2 separate regions of the Drosophila melanogaster genome follow, and region 2 is linked to region 1. Evidence: chromatin contacts called from public Hi-C data. All regions are on one chromosome and are shown on one strand. The core of a region is the stretch at or near the end of the contact, and the rest is flanking DNA. Distances in the headings are between cores, read along the strand shown. Region 1 overlaps CG17839. Region 2 overlaps Sytbeta (Synaptotagmin beta).

The links. Hi-C and Micro-C count contacts between places; a contact is called where the count stands out from the background.
Region 2: a contact with region 1 is called in a Hi-C map of the Kc167 cell line, with 1.7 times the contacts expected there. A contact is called at or near these places in 14 of 107 Hi-C or Micro-C datasets (the Kc167 cell line, the PNm cell line, the Ras3 cell line and 6 more) and 1 of 7 datasets of targeted methods (the Kc167 cell line).

What each region holds. Positions count from the first base shown.
Region 1 is chr3L:14,819,642-14,826,229 of dm6, forward strand. The region is part of intron 2 of CG17839; the gene reads left to right. Among named protein-coding and RNA genes, the nearest start is that of CG17839, 18 kb to the left of the region's middle.
Region 2 is chr3L:15,022,191-15,028,778 of dm6, forward strand. The region is part of intron 2 of Sytbeta (Synaptotagmin beta); the gene reads right to left. It overlaps CG32148, which reads left to right and starts at 1,302. Exons shown (of 2, transcript NM_168602.2): 1 at 1,302-1,535; 2 at 1,598-1,819. The coding sequence starts at 1,376. The coding sequence ends at 1,689.

The DNA of each region.
Region 1 (6,588 bases), core at 1,795-4,294:
AATTCACAATTAGCGCTTTTCGATAACAATGAATGCATTCTGTGGCAGACCCCTTATAATTGCACACAATCAGGTGACTCTCAGCCAGTTTAAGATTTGCCCATGTGGGTAGGGCTCCCCATCCCCATCTGCCGCCCTTCCCCGTTCCCACCCAGCTGCAGTGCCTCACTACCCCCTTTTGGTTGGAATCCACAATAACAATAACTATGCATGAGCTGTATGAAAGTCAAATAATAATGATTGGAAGGAACCACAAAAACCGACTGCGCCACAAAATCAATAATTAAAATCGCTGCAAGGTGCTTCTCTTGATTACACGAAAAGATACAAAAATCATATTTAACTTGAATCGAGAAAAAGTAAATGCTGGCTTCAAAGGCAGCAACTAAATCAGCAATTTAAAAGCCAAAAACAAAAAGAAAAAAAAAAATAAAAAGAGAAACTGAAGACAGATAGGCAAAAGCAACAGTAGTACAGCGATGAGTACTAAACGATAGACAGAAAAATATGAGAATAACGATACAGCACCAAAGTCAGAACAATACATAAAAAAAAGACGTAGCTTAAACCGCAAAAAAATAGCATCGTTAGATGCGCCTCAAGGTCAGCTGAGCATTTGTATCGTATTGAATTCTCGGCGTTGAAAATAAGATAAAGAAAAATATAGAAACTAATCAAAATAATAACTCTGAGCAATTAAAGTCGCTTAGAAATATAGTTTTAGAGACCTGGGACTTTTGAATGCTCTATAAATAGCCAATTAAAAATTCGAAATACAAACTCTATATTTAGTAAAGAATTGCTTTTAATTTAACTTGTGGATGATGTAACCTAAGTTAGCTAGGGTTAAAATAGCCATCAAGTAAATTAAAAAATTAGTGTTTATTATTTGTAACCCTTTTGCGATTCTATAAAATCTAAAATAATAAGCACTTGCTCTAGCTCGTATTAATTGGTTTAATTTAAATTAATATGCAGTTTTTTGCATTGCATGTTCAAATGTCTCAGAAAATCTGACCTAGTAATAATATAAAATGATAAGTGTGTAGCTGTCTCTTGACATGGAAAATCTCTTACATTTTTCATAACCCAAATTTAAGATTGCTGTGCGCTGACTGACGTCTTACGATCATTAGGAATAAAGTTACTACTACATTAATATTTTAAATACCTCTGGGCGTTACAAATAGAGATTCTGGACGTAAAGCACTGAAAACAAGAGGGATAATTGCAACGTTTTGTGACTTCGACATGTGTAAGCCAAAGGGCTTACAAACATGTTGGGGGATTTGAACTGGAGCTTTATGTTCACACATCTTGCCCAAGAAGTTATAACTCCTTAATCTGTTGTTGTTCTGCTCTCGGTGGGTTTTGCGTTTTCGTTTTTTGTTTATCTGCCAACTTTGACAAACATCAGAAATGGATGCCATGCCAAGGAGGGGTGACAAAAAGTGTGACAGCATTCTCAAAACTATTCTGCTGGGCCAAGCCCCACAGGCGTTTTTGGATCTGTCAGAGTGCCAAGTGAAGAAGATATTGCAACATTTTTAGCACTTCAAGCGAATGGGGCACAAACGCTATTGACACAAGCTGGATAAGCTGACAAAGGTGCTAAAAAATGTGAGAAGATTGAACGCTTCACTGACTCACCTGCCCAAATGCCTGACTGACTGCTTGACTGACTGACTGAGTGACTGAATGAATGACTGTCTGACTGGCAGGCAGTTTATCAAATGATGGACGGTTGTGTACATATCTCTCGATTCACAGTCACTTGTGTAGCTGCGCTGCTAAGTAACTGAAACTGGAATTAACTGAAGCCATATTTAGTGACAATTAGTGAGTGTAATGCGACACAGTTTGTGAAATGTGAGACTCGGCGAAAAAGTTGACAACTTTTGGCTTGTCGAAACGTGTCCTCTTGGCACTTGCCACTCAGTGATGCATATTTGCAAATCGAAATTTTTCATTGTCAAAATTTTGAACAAGAATTTTAGAAAATAATTGATGGGTGGCTAAAAGCCATAATATTAGCGTGACTGGTTTCTGACATAGCTAAAACCATAAAAACGGAGTCATAAAATTAGAGAAACATAAAATACGCTTGTGATTTAAGGCTTACTCGATTGCCGGCGGATATAAATCTTTTCAATTCAATCAAGTTTACAAAATGTAAAATCAATATAAGTGGGTGAACCATCAAATGGCTGTAAAGGCTGTAAAATGAGTAATATAAACTAACATATTTTCTAGGAAAAATCATACATACATCTTGGCATTCAATAAAATCTTATGATTGAAAAAATTTCACTTCATACTTCAAATTTGTACCAATTTCTAATTAGTATATATATATATATAGTATTAGCAGTTGCAATCTAGGTAAATCAAGAATGAATTTAAGGCATATATCATGTACTTCGATGTCTCATTCATGTTGTTCCAGCTCAGCTAAGAAAATTGTTTAACACCCATAACTGAACTTTTCCAGTATAACCGGCCAGCTGGCCTAATAATTTATTGGCCAAGCACTTAGTATTCCGGTGTTGACAGGGCCGCAAACCAGAAAAAATCTGTACCACGTCCATCTTAAATGACAACTGGCATTGAAACATTTAACGCGTTTATATTTAAAATGTTTGACTACGCATATGGTGTCTGGCTAAGTACATAAATGTATGACTATGGCTAAATGTGTATGCATATGTTGGTCTTGAATCGTCGAATCGCCGCCGCTTCTGCCTCCGCCTATTTTGGCCAAGACAGCTCAGCTCAGCAGAGCACACACACTCGCAGTGCATACATAATTAATTTATAAATTGTTAAGACAACGAACGATACAACACTTGGCCGTACATTTCTTTTGATGCTTTATCAACTGACTGGAATTTTGTGATGAGGGTTGCGGTGGGGATTGGGGATTGGGGTTTGGGGGTTGGGTTGGGCGGTTAAATGGGTGGCGTTGGGTGGTGCTGGGTGGCAACGGGCTGTCAGCTAGCGTAACGCTTCGTTTGGTTTTGCCTTGACAGCTGCCTACTGGTGCGGGTTGGCTGGTAATTGTGAGTGGGTGGGGTTGCGATAGGGGATGTTGGGCTGGGCCGTACAGTCAGCCTGTCTCAATTAAGCGCAAATTGAATTAAATACTTTCACATGCGAAAACAAAGCTGGCCAAACACGCACTCCATGGCCAGGAGACTGAAGACGTGTTTTTCCTATTAAAAAGAAAAATGTGAACGTAGAGCGGACTTGAAAGGCTGGCTCCGAAGGGAAACGGCCATGAATCTGTGCCAGATGAAACAATGGCAGGCACAAGCCTGGGATTCAATGATAACAAATTGAACGTGTGCTGGGAAAATGTATAGGGCTTATGATCCTTCATACCCAACAGAATGCCAGAAAATTCTATTTTGTGTTTAAGCTATATTTGTATTTAAATATTTATTTCAATTTCCCATTAGATGTGGATGAGGAAAATAGGTTATAGAAATGTTATAGAGGCTATTATCACAGAAAAGTTATGGAATAAGTTTTACGCAAATACAAAAAAAATTTAAATTCATCATTGATTCATTTATTTAAAAAAAAAACTAAGCAAATGGACAGTAACAGTCTCTTGAGCAATTTAAAGAACCTCCAATTAATCTGCTCATCCAAATAGCAATATTTAAATTATTATTATTTCCAAGAACAATCTGTAAAATTACAGTTGTTGAAATTCTTACAAACTCACAGGGGATTCAAGTTCGAAGCAGGCTTTTAGAGGCTTATAATCTCAAGCGGGACTCGTTAGAAAGCTTGAAAATACCTTTATACCCCACTCGAACTGAAATTGGTTTAATTATATGGATACCTTAGAGACATGAGTCCGTTCTGGGCCCACTGTGTTAAGCCCTCTGACTGATGCCGTAAATCCGCAGAGCCGCCGAGACTATTACGTGGTTAAACGCACCATGTCCACATAGGTCTCAGATGGCCGATCTGCCTGGCCAGTTATTCGCTCAGGCACACACAATCAGTTGACCCAGTCGTGGAAATGGGATTTGGTATGTGGATGGGGATTGGGGAATGTCCAGATACATGGACATAGATACAAATTCAATCTTTTACTGCCTGTGTGTTTTTTCTCAATGGCAGCGCTTCACTTTTGTTCGTACAATTTTGCACTTGCTTTCCCAGCACCATGATGTCCTTTTACCGAGTTTTTCTTTCGCATGTTTTGTTTTGCTTTGCTTTGCTTTGCTTTTGGTTTTGTTTTTGGTGTGACACACGTTTTGCTACAATCTTCTGGCACTTTGTGCTAGCTTTGAATTGTAACATTGAAAAAATATATATCTTATCAAAGATATGCCAATTTGTAAAAAGAAATATTTTAATACTTACTTCAATCCAAATATTATAAGCAGTAAGTCAAATCCATCTTATATCTAATTAATTCGATTAAAAATAGTAAAATAATATTACTATTTATTATTGAAAAGTTAAGATTTTTTAAGAACGATCCTAATTATTAATAACTTTTATTTGAATGCAACAACTATTCTTAAATGTCTGTAGTTAGTTTTTGCACGGTGCATGAAACCCACACACCGTTCTCGCAGCAGATTTTTCTGCGTTGATTTGTCTTGGATTTCTCCGTTCGTGTGTGTTGGTTCAGCCTTTAATTCATTAGACCACAATCGTATTAACTCTGTAGTTGGGGATCTGGGCCTGCAATTTCATTTCATTTCGGTTCGGTTTGGTTTGGCTCAGTCCAGTTCAGTTCAGGTTTTTTCCCTCCTTTCGCTCGTGACACTTTTTTTTCCAGGGCATCGCTTACAATATCCCCATACACGCAACACACACTCAAACACACGGATTGCTGTGGGACATGACAGCTTTTGGCTGTCATGTTTAGTCCGCGCGTTGTGTTGTGATTTCCGTTTCCGCTGGCAATCCGGCAAATGCATGCGGTTGTCTCTTTCACGCTTTTTACGCACCGCACGCTACGTGTCGCCGCCAATAAAAAGTACAAACAAAAAACCGACAGCCGGAAAAAAATAAACGGAATTACAAGTTATCCCACCACTCTGAACACACACACACAAACGCACTAAGCACGCACCGAATCTATAGCTATGGCAAAGCTATAAAAGTCAATAACGTCGTTAGCAAAAAATAAAAAATCAAATTGAAAATATAGTAAGACAGCTGAAAAGAATGCGAAAATGGAATAAAAAGTTCAGGCATCGCTTCGCTAATAAATTCGTCAGCGGAATAATTTGGGTGGAAAACAAAAAGGAGGATTCCGGAATGTTTAAAAGAGTTCCGACATCGGAATACTTAGTAGGGGGAACATAAATTTTGCTCGTATAAGAATGATTTTTCCTGGAGTTTTTCTTTTTTTGTTCTGCATCTTGCGAACATAGCAAATTTCTATATGAAACAAATTGATATTTTCTAGGCAGTGATCTTCCCTTTCTTTTTAGTTATATCATTCATACTGTAAGAGTGTGTAGTGTTAGAGAATTTTGAACAAGTAGAAGTTTTATAATATATAAGCTGTAGTGTATCTACCCTCACTATAACTCTACTCTACATATATATAAGTAACGTACATACATTGTGACACTTTGTTGCAAACACAAATAAACATAATTCACATCAAAGACCACATGCACTTACATAAACACTCCAGCCAATGAAATACGATCTAACGCTTATACATAAGCCGATCGCGGAGCGTGAGAATGCTGAGCATGCACTTAGCAGCTCAAGTGGTCAAGCCATACATAACATATGTATGCCTTCTGCATACACATGTATATGTATATACAATATATACAATATGTACAATATGTAAGAACACCATGTACGGGTAGCTGTACCCAAAGACAGCAACATAGGATTCATTCAAATAAAACGATTCAAACGGAACAGACGCTCTGAGCTATTCAATATCTATTACACTGAGCTATTACTTATTACTTATTACATGGCGACCGTGACTTGGTCTCGAGTCTGCCTCTGTGTTGTGCCTCTGTGTATTGTGATTATGTATCGTGTATTGTGTTTGTGTTAAAAAAAAAAAAAAAACAACATTTTGTGCCTATTATATTCAACGTGTGAACACACAAACATAACTAAAATGTACTTGTAGTACTTGGACGCATTAAATGCAAATATATGTTCAATTGAAACAAACAAAGCACAAAAACACACAAAAACACACACAAAAACGCACAAAAACACGCAAACACAGCACACACAGAAGAACAAGCGGCGATTGATGGCAGACGAGCCACAATTCGCCAATGCACAACCACAAGTGCAACGGGACCAGCCAACGCTAGAGGAAGCGTTGCGGTTAAACAACGCCGATGGACCACGCCCACTCACAGTAGCTGAGTACCGGGCACGGCAGGAGAAGAAACAACTACGAAAGCACAAACGCTCAGGACGGAGGATTAAACTACTACAACAACGCCGACTGGTCAAGGAAATGACCCAGTTGGCAAAAGAAGAATCAGCACGACAACGCTACCAAGAGCGTTTGGAAGCCATTGAACAAGAACTTCGCCAAAGTGCGAAGACACGCAAACGGGCTGCTTA
Region 2 (6,588 bases), core at 2,636-5,135, 200 kb after region 1:
ATACCCCAAAATGGAACAGCTAAAATCCCTAACTCAAAGGCAGCCGCACCAAGGACTATTTAAAAAAAAAAAAAAGGAGCTGCATGCCACACATTATCATCGTATCAACGGTCCGGGTTGCAACCCTCAGGACAATCGAGTAGATAAATATGAAATTGAAATTTTCCAGCTTGTTTGATATTGGTGAAGGATTGATTAATGGGATTTCCACATCTAGAGCTCGCTCTCTCTCTCTATCTCTCTACTAGCTAGAGCATTTCCGCTTCGTTTTGCTAAACTGGCCTGAACTTTCAACTTTTCCCTTTCAAATTTTCACTTTTTTTCCCCGGCTTTGCTATTTTTCCATGAAGCTCTTGTTGCGTTTTTCTGCTCTTGACTGTCAGTTATGAGCTTGCACACTAAGTGCTAAAACATTGGCTTCGAACGTCGAAAAAATGTGTGTCCGAGTATGTGAACACACGGATCTATAAGTATATATTTGAACACGATAATCCTCTCAGCCAACTCAACGCAGAAAATACTGACAGACGCCAAGGCGACAGGATGTTTCTTTAAACTAAAGATTTCGCATAACGTCCATTAGACTCCTATGATTCTTGGGAATCTTATAAAGATGTGCAAAAGCACAGAGGCAGGAACTCGAAGCCAATTGAGTATGATTAGCTTAAAATGTGTATTGATTTTAGGAGCAGAGCTTAAATCAGTTGCGTGCTTACTTTTTGGTATAAAGGATGAAAAGATTAAGTATACACACCATGATATTCAAACTTTTAAATTATAAATAAGCAATAGAATGTTCGAGGTAAATACAAAATGCAAATATGTATATACATATAAGATATGTATTAGAAATAGTTAATTAATATATAACTTAAGTTTTCTCACCTTTTCACTAAAGTAGCTCAATTAAATATTTATTTATATGCATATGCGCTTTGGTTGATTTGCTAGCATGGTTCTATTTAAAATGGTCTTATTTATTTAATATTTAGTCGTAGCCTTTTCTCTGTAAACATATTCTATTACGATTTGTGTTCGCAGATATATCTGGAGAAATTAATCTTAAGCTGGCTAAACTTTTTCGATTAAAGTGTTTGCGTTTCGGTGGGCGAGTGCATCGTAATCCGGCTGCATTCTAATTAGTTCCTCAAAGTCATTACAAACTTGTTGCCCCTTGGCAGCAAGGAGTGTTTTAGTTTTATAGTGTTCTGTTCTCTGGGCATGTGAAAACTTTGATGGAAAACTTTCGATTAGCAGGCTCCGATAGTTTGGCTCATTCTTTTATTTTAAATTCCGTCACTTCTCATTCGACATCATTTTTCGTTCCTAGCTGTTCAAAATTATTCCATTTACTCAGTTAATTTCTTTCACCAAAATGAGTGGAATTCTGTTAAAATTTCTGCCCAAAAACGAGTTGCTTCATCAATCACTATACTTTTGCAGAGGAATGGCCAAAAAGAAGAGCCAAAGTCAAGGCACCGAAAAGGGCAAGAAAACCTGTAATAAGAATCAGTTCTTTGGCGGCTGCTTTAAGAGTGAGATTGCCCACTTATTGAAGTGGTTCCATTTTTTAAAGTGAATGGTTTTCTTTTTTTAGAGTCCGAACCATTTAGGAGGGAGAACAAGAAGGAGAAGAGCAAACGCTGTCGGGATCCTTGCAAAGATGGACCCTGTCGCCCCGAGAAATAGGATGAATTCGTAAAAATTGCACTTACAACTAACGTCACTCTATCCTCGTTTAGTTTCCATTTCCATAGAAAGTTCCCTATATAGAAAATGGCTGACTTGAATAGAATATACCAATACTGGTTTTAAATTTAACTACTACCTATGTTTTTTGAAAATTGCAGCTGCTTTTTTTATGATGGAAAGTGCTGGTTCGACTTAACATAACATAACATTTAAGATAAATTAGATTCAACAATTAGATTCAACTTTTAAACAACGTTTTTAATACTCTCTGCTAAACTAACCTTAAATTCGAATCAAATCGCGTGACACAAAGATAAATGCGACTTTGAAGTATTCCATTAAACTTGTTACCGCACTCCGCGAAAACCCATTACACTTTACATGTCTGCAGTTGAATCCTTTTGCGGATATGAATGTCTGTGCCACAATCGCAAAACAAAAGATACGTGAGTTTGTCCGGTGACAAAACACTCGGCATCTGTTGACACCTGTATGGGTGTCTCCCCTTTTCTCCCCCATTTCGCCGCCGATTTTGTGAACCACCCCCCTCTTTGGCTGTCAGCGGCAGTTGGCGCCTGTGGCTGTGCTGCATACATTTTAATCCTATTAGCACAATAGTTACTGTTATTCCATATTGCAGTAATTTTTCTAGATTGCTCTCCCTGCCACAGACATGTCAGCTACAACACCAATGTCCTATCACTCCCACTCCCCCTCCGACGTCCTTGAGCTTGACCAGTACACCCCCCTTTTAAACCAAGGTTAAGCCAAACCCAGGAGAACCCACCCACATCCACCCAGGAAAATGGAAAATGTGGGTGGGGGTTGTGATGAATAAGTTGGAAAGTGAGAAAGTGGGGAAAATGTCAACGCCGTTGTTGTTTCAGTTTCTGTTTAAGCCGGTACTGCTCGTGCTCCAGCTGCTGGTTTTTTTTTTTTTTATTGTATGCACAAATATCCTGCGGTGTTGGCTGCTTTGGATGGCTGGACAGGATACTTAGGTGTGGTCCTGCAGTCTTCGAATTGCTGAGCGCTGAAAGCTATTTTGCGTGGCCAGTCCAGGTGCAAGAGGCTTCAGCTGCTTATTTGTGCGCAAAAACAGCACAAAAGTGGCAATGGTGACGGTTGGCAAAGCCTTTGGCCCCAGAAAATGGAAAAGGTTTTCGCATTCCTGAGTGGAGATTTACTGGGGCTCATTTAAATTCCAAAGTGAGTGAGGAGACAGCAGGCAAAGTGCTCTCATAAAGGTAAAGTAAACTAAGGGGAACTCAATTTTGTAATCCGCGGAGAAAGATGTTTTAAGCTAAGCGCTTTTCAGCCAAGGAGTTTTGAGGCAATATACGTAGTGTAAAATGCAGAATTGCATCTGGATTGCAACAGAATGTTTCATATATAAATGCACTTTTTCCCGAAAAAGGTTACTACGAAATTAAATGTAAGCTAGAAGGTAATCAATAAATTGACACACATTTGATATTACCATAAAAATATCTATGTAAATATTAGAGCTTTAAAATTCCAGGAACTAATAGATCACAACTCTTTTCATACAGAGCCCCCAAACGAGCCATCACTTCATTTAAATGCTAATTTGTTTAGTTTAAAGTTTGCCAACTGTGCCAGGTCTTTAGGGCAAACTTTGCTAACTGACATGTGTCCGTTAGTGGAAACTACTGACAAACTCATTAGGGGCTCAGACTCTGGGCCCAACGCCAGGCTAATCTTTTGGCACGTCGACTTTATTGTAGTTTGGACAAAAGCCAAACAATTGGCCGGGATAACTTTTGGCACACGTCGTCTAAGCCGTAATCTGAGCCAGGCCCAAAAGGAGGAGTTAGAATTTGGGAATTCCGAGTCCGGAATCAGGAACAAGGATTCCCGGATTCCGGAACAGACAACAGGCGGCAGACAAATGAACGACAAACACACAATACACACACAATAAGATTTCCGCTGTATAAGTCTTTTGTAATCTCATTTAAATAATTGCGGCCAACAACAGTGGAAAAATGGAAAGCGAGATGGCACAGTTAGCAAATCCGCAAATCTCTGCTTCTAGCCAGACGGTCGGACGGATGGACAGACGGACGGCCTTTTGAACGTAGACGGAAATTAAAATGTAAAACAGCAGCTCATTATACGCTCACCTACACATACACAAAAGGAGGGAGAACGAGATATGCAATGGAAAAGAGATGACGATAGTCGAAGGACTTTCAGCCAGGACTCACATACTATATACACTGCCAAACGGTAATTCATCTTGCACTTTTTGTGGCTGGAAAGGAAATTGGGCTGCTCGGTTTTACTTCTTCCGTGCGTGGCACTTTATGATCCTGCCACACAATTTGTGTTGCCTGTTATTGCCTGACATTTATGGGGGTTATTTTGTGAAAGGAACTAACATGCCAACTTTGTTCCCTGTCCTTGGATGCACTTTACTGCCACGCCCCCACTCCCACTCGCCCCATTGGTTTAAGTCTAGAGTTTATTGCAAAAGCGAAAGAGCGGACGGCACGATATTAATACGGGCTTTTATTTGGATCCGGTTCAGTGGAGCAGTTTTTAGAAACTCTGAAAGGACAATATGGCAAAAATTGCAGCTATTGGACATTGGGATGCTGGTTCATTGTAACTACAATTGCGCTACACATTTAGTTATCAAAAATACAGAAGATATTATTTTTGTTAGCCCCATTGTGCCTATTATAAAAAAAGGTTCATTCTTTAAGAGGATACCAATCTGTGCACTTTAACTTTTCATTCTAAACTTTCGTGTATATAAAGTTATTGCCTTTGGAAACCACTGTCCACATAATTTCTTCTATATATATATATATATATATATATAAGACGATATTAATTCTACGTTCGTTATAATAAGATTTAATTTTAATGATTTAATTTTTCATAAGAAAATAACTTTTGGTGTTGCAAAATCGCAAAACATTTAAATTTTTGCCCGCATATAAAGTAATTCCCTTTGTAAGCTATGCTAGTGGTCTTCGACACTACGTGAACTGCTGTCCACATGATTAAGTATACAAATATATATTAATTAAAATATTATCCCAAAGAACTTCTCGAATTTAAGTTATAGTCTTTAAACTGAAAGAGAGAGTTGGTGAGACTAAAGGCAAACGATAAACTTTTTCGCCGCTCTCGCATTTCACCATTAAAAAGTTAAAGTTATGCATGGCCAGCCGAAACATAAAACGATACCGAAACCCATAAAAGCTAAGCGTGGAATAAAATAGTTTAGCAGTTGGCAAGGGGGTTTGCAACAAGTGCTGCCAGCATTAGAGAACAATCGTCAAGGATTATCAACAGTTTGGCGCACATATTGTTATAGAAAAAGGCGATGGGAAATGGCGCAGTTATTGTGCGGCGAGGAAAACCCCGATCGAACACACTTGTGTCCTGGTTGGAAAAAACTGCCGATGATAATCCGCTCATCAAACGTCAATACGGCTCTCATTGCTCCACGAGTAAGGGAATACCCAATGCCCAAGTGCGGATGCCTGTCTGTCAACTTGTTTACAAAGGCGAGATGCGAACGAGTCCTGCCGCAGTCCTTGTGGGGATACCCAGGATACTCAGCGACTGGATCCGCAGCCACCCGGAGGCAAGAAATTAATCACCAATACAATGGAAATTGTGCGGCTGCAGTGCATCGATTGCATTACGCGGTGGCAGCTTTTCCCGCTGCTTCTATCCTTTCCGCAATCATTCTACTACGAATCTCTGGTAAATAGCCCTGCGGCCACACGCAGTGGTTAACAAATGGTTTTGCCGGAATGTGTTTAATGCTATTTGCCCTATTCTCAGCAAAGGCTTTTTTGTGATGGTATTACTTGTTTCGGCGGATCCTCGTTTGGTGGATATTTTCAATAAAACGATTTAAGATCGCTTAGTTCATTCAAAAATGGATTATAGATCCTTAAAAGAGAGAGGCACCTAATGCGTTTCCTGTGCAAAGATATGAATGGAACCTGCATTTTTGATAAGTAACCATGAAACTAACAATTTATGTTATTAAAGTTTAAAATGTATATCGATTTAGCTTTCTCAGCTCGTCGTTCTGACTGTCCGTTTGTTCGACTGTCTGTCCGTATAAAAGGTATTGTTAGCTTTCAGAGCAAGCAATTTTATGTTATGCGCATTTCAGTGAAGCCTAAGTTGTTCAAGTTGGTTTTAGGGGTTTCAGGGGGTTCTAGATGGGAGGCTGGGAGGAAGAACTCCACTTCAGCATTTCTGATTGTTCTTTATCCCCAGAGCTGTTTTATAAAAATAGCTTTATTGAGCATAAGAGGTAAGAGAATGGTGCTCAATAATAATGGTTTACTTATCATGCGAATCTTATATTTTAAAGACTTTATAGCCAATTAGTATAATTGGAAACAGCACTCCCCGTCTTACCATATAAGTGCTGCCAATTTTCTCAGTTCAGTTAGTTGTCAAAATCCGTTAGCAAACATCCTACATTGACAACTCCCCCCATGTGCTACCTCAAGTATATCGACAATGGCAATTTTCTCTGCGGTTTGAATGAAAAACAAAATCAGATTCAATATTGCCATAAACAACTACAATGCACGCCGGTTGAAGTGAAATGGGGAAATGTGTGTTTGGCAAATGTATTTTGCAAATCGCTGTGCGAAAGGATGGGATCAAAGCGAATCAGCCGCCTTTCGACAATTTGCCCATTTAACCCTTCGCAAATCAATGGACTATTGTTTGGGGGCCTGGCTGCAGAAATTGCACTGCGATGCATTGACATGATCCGATTTGCCATTCATTCAATGAGATGGATGCTGATGGCGATGGCAAATGCAGCTAGTTATTTGCCATCAATCTTGTTAGGGACTAAGAAAAGATTTGCCCGACTGGCACACT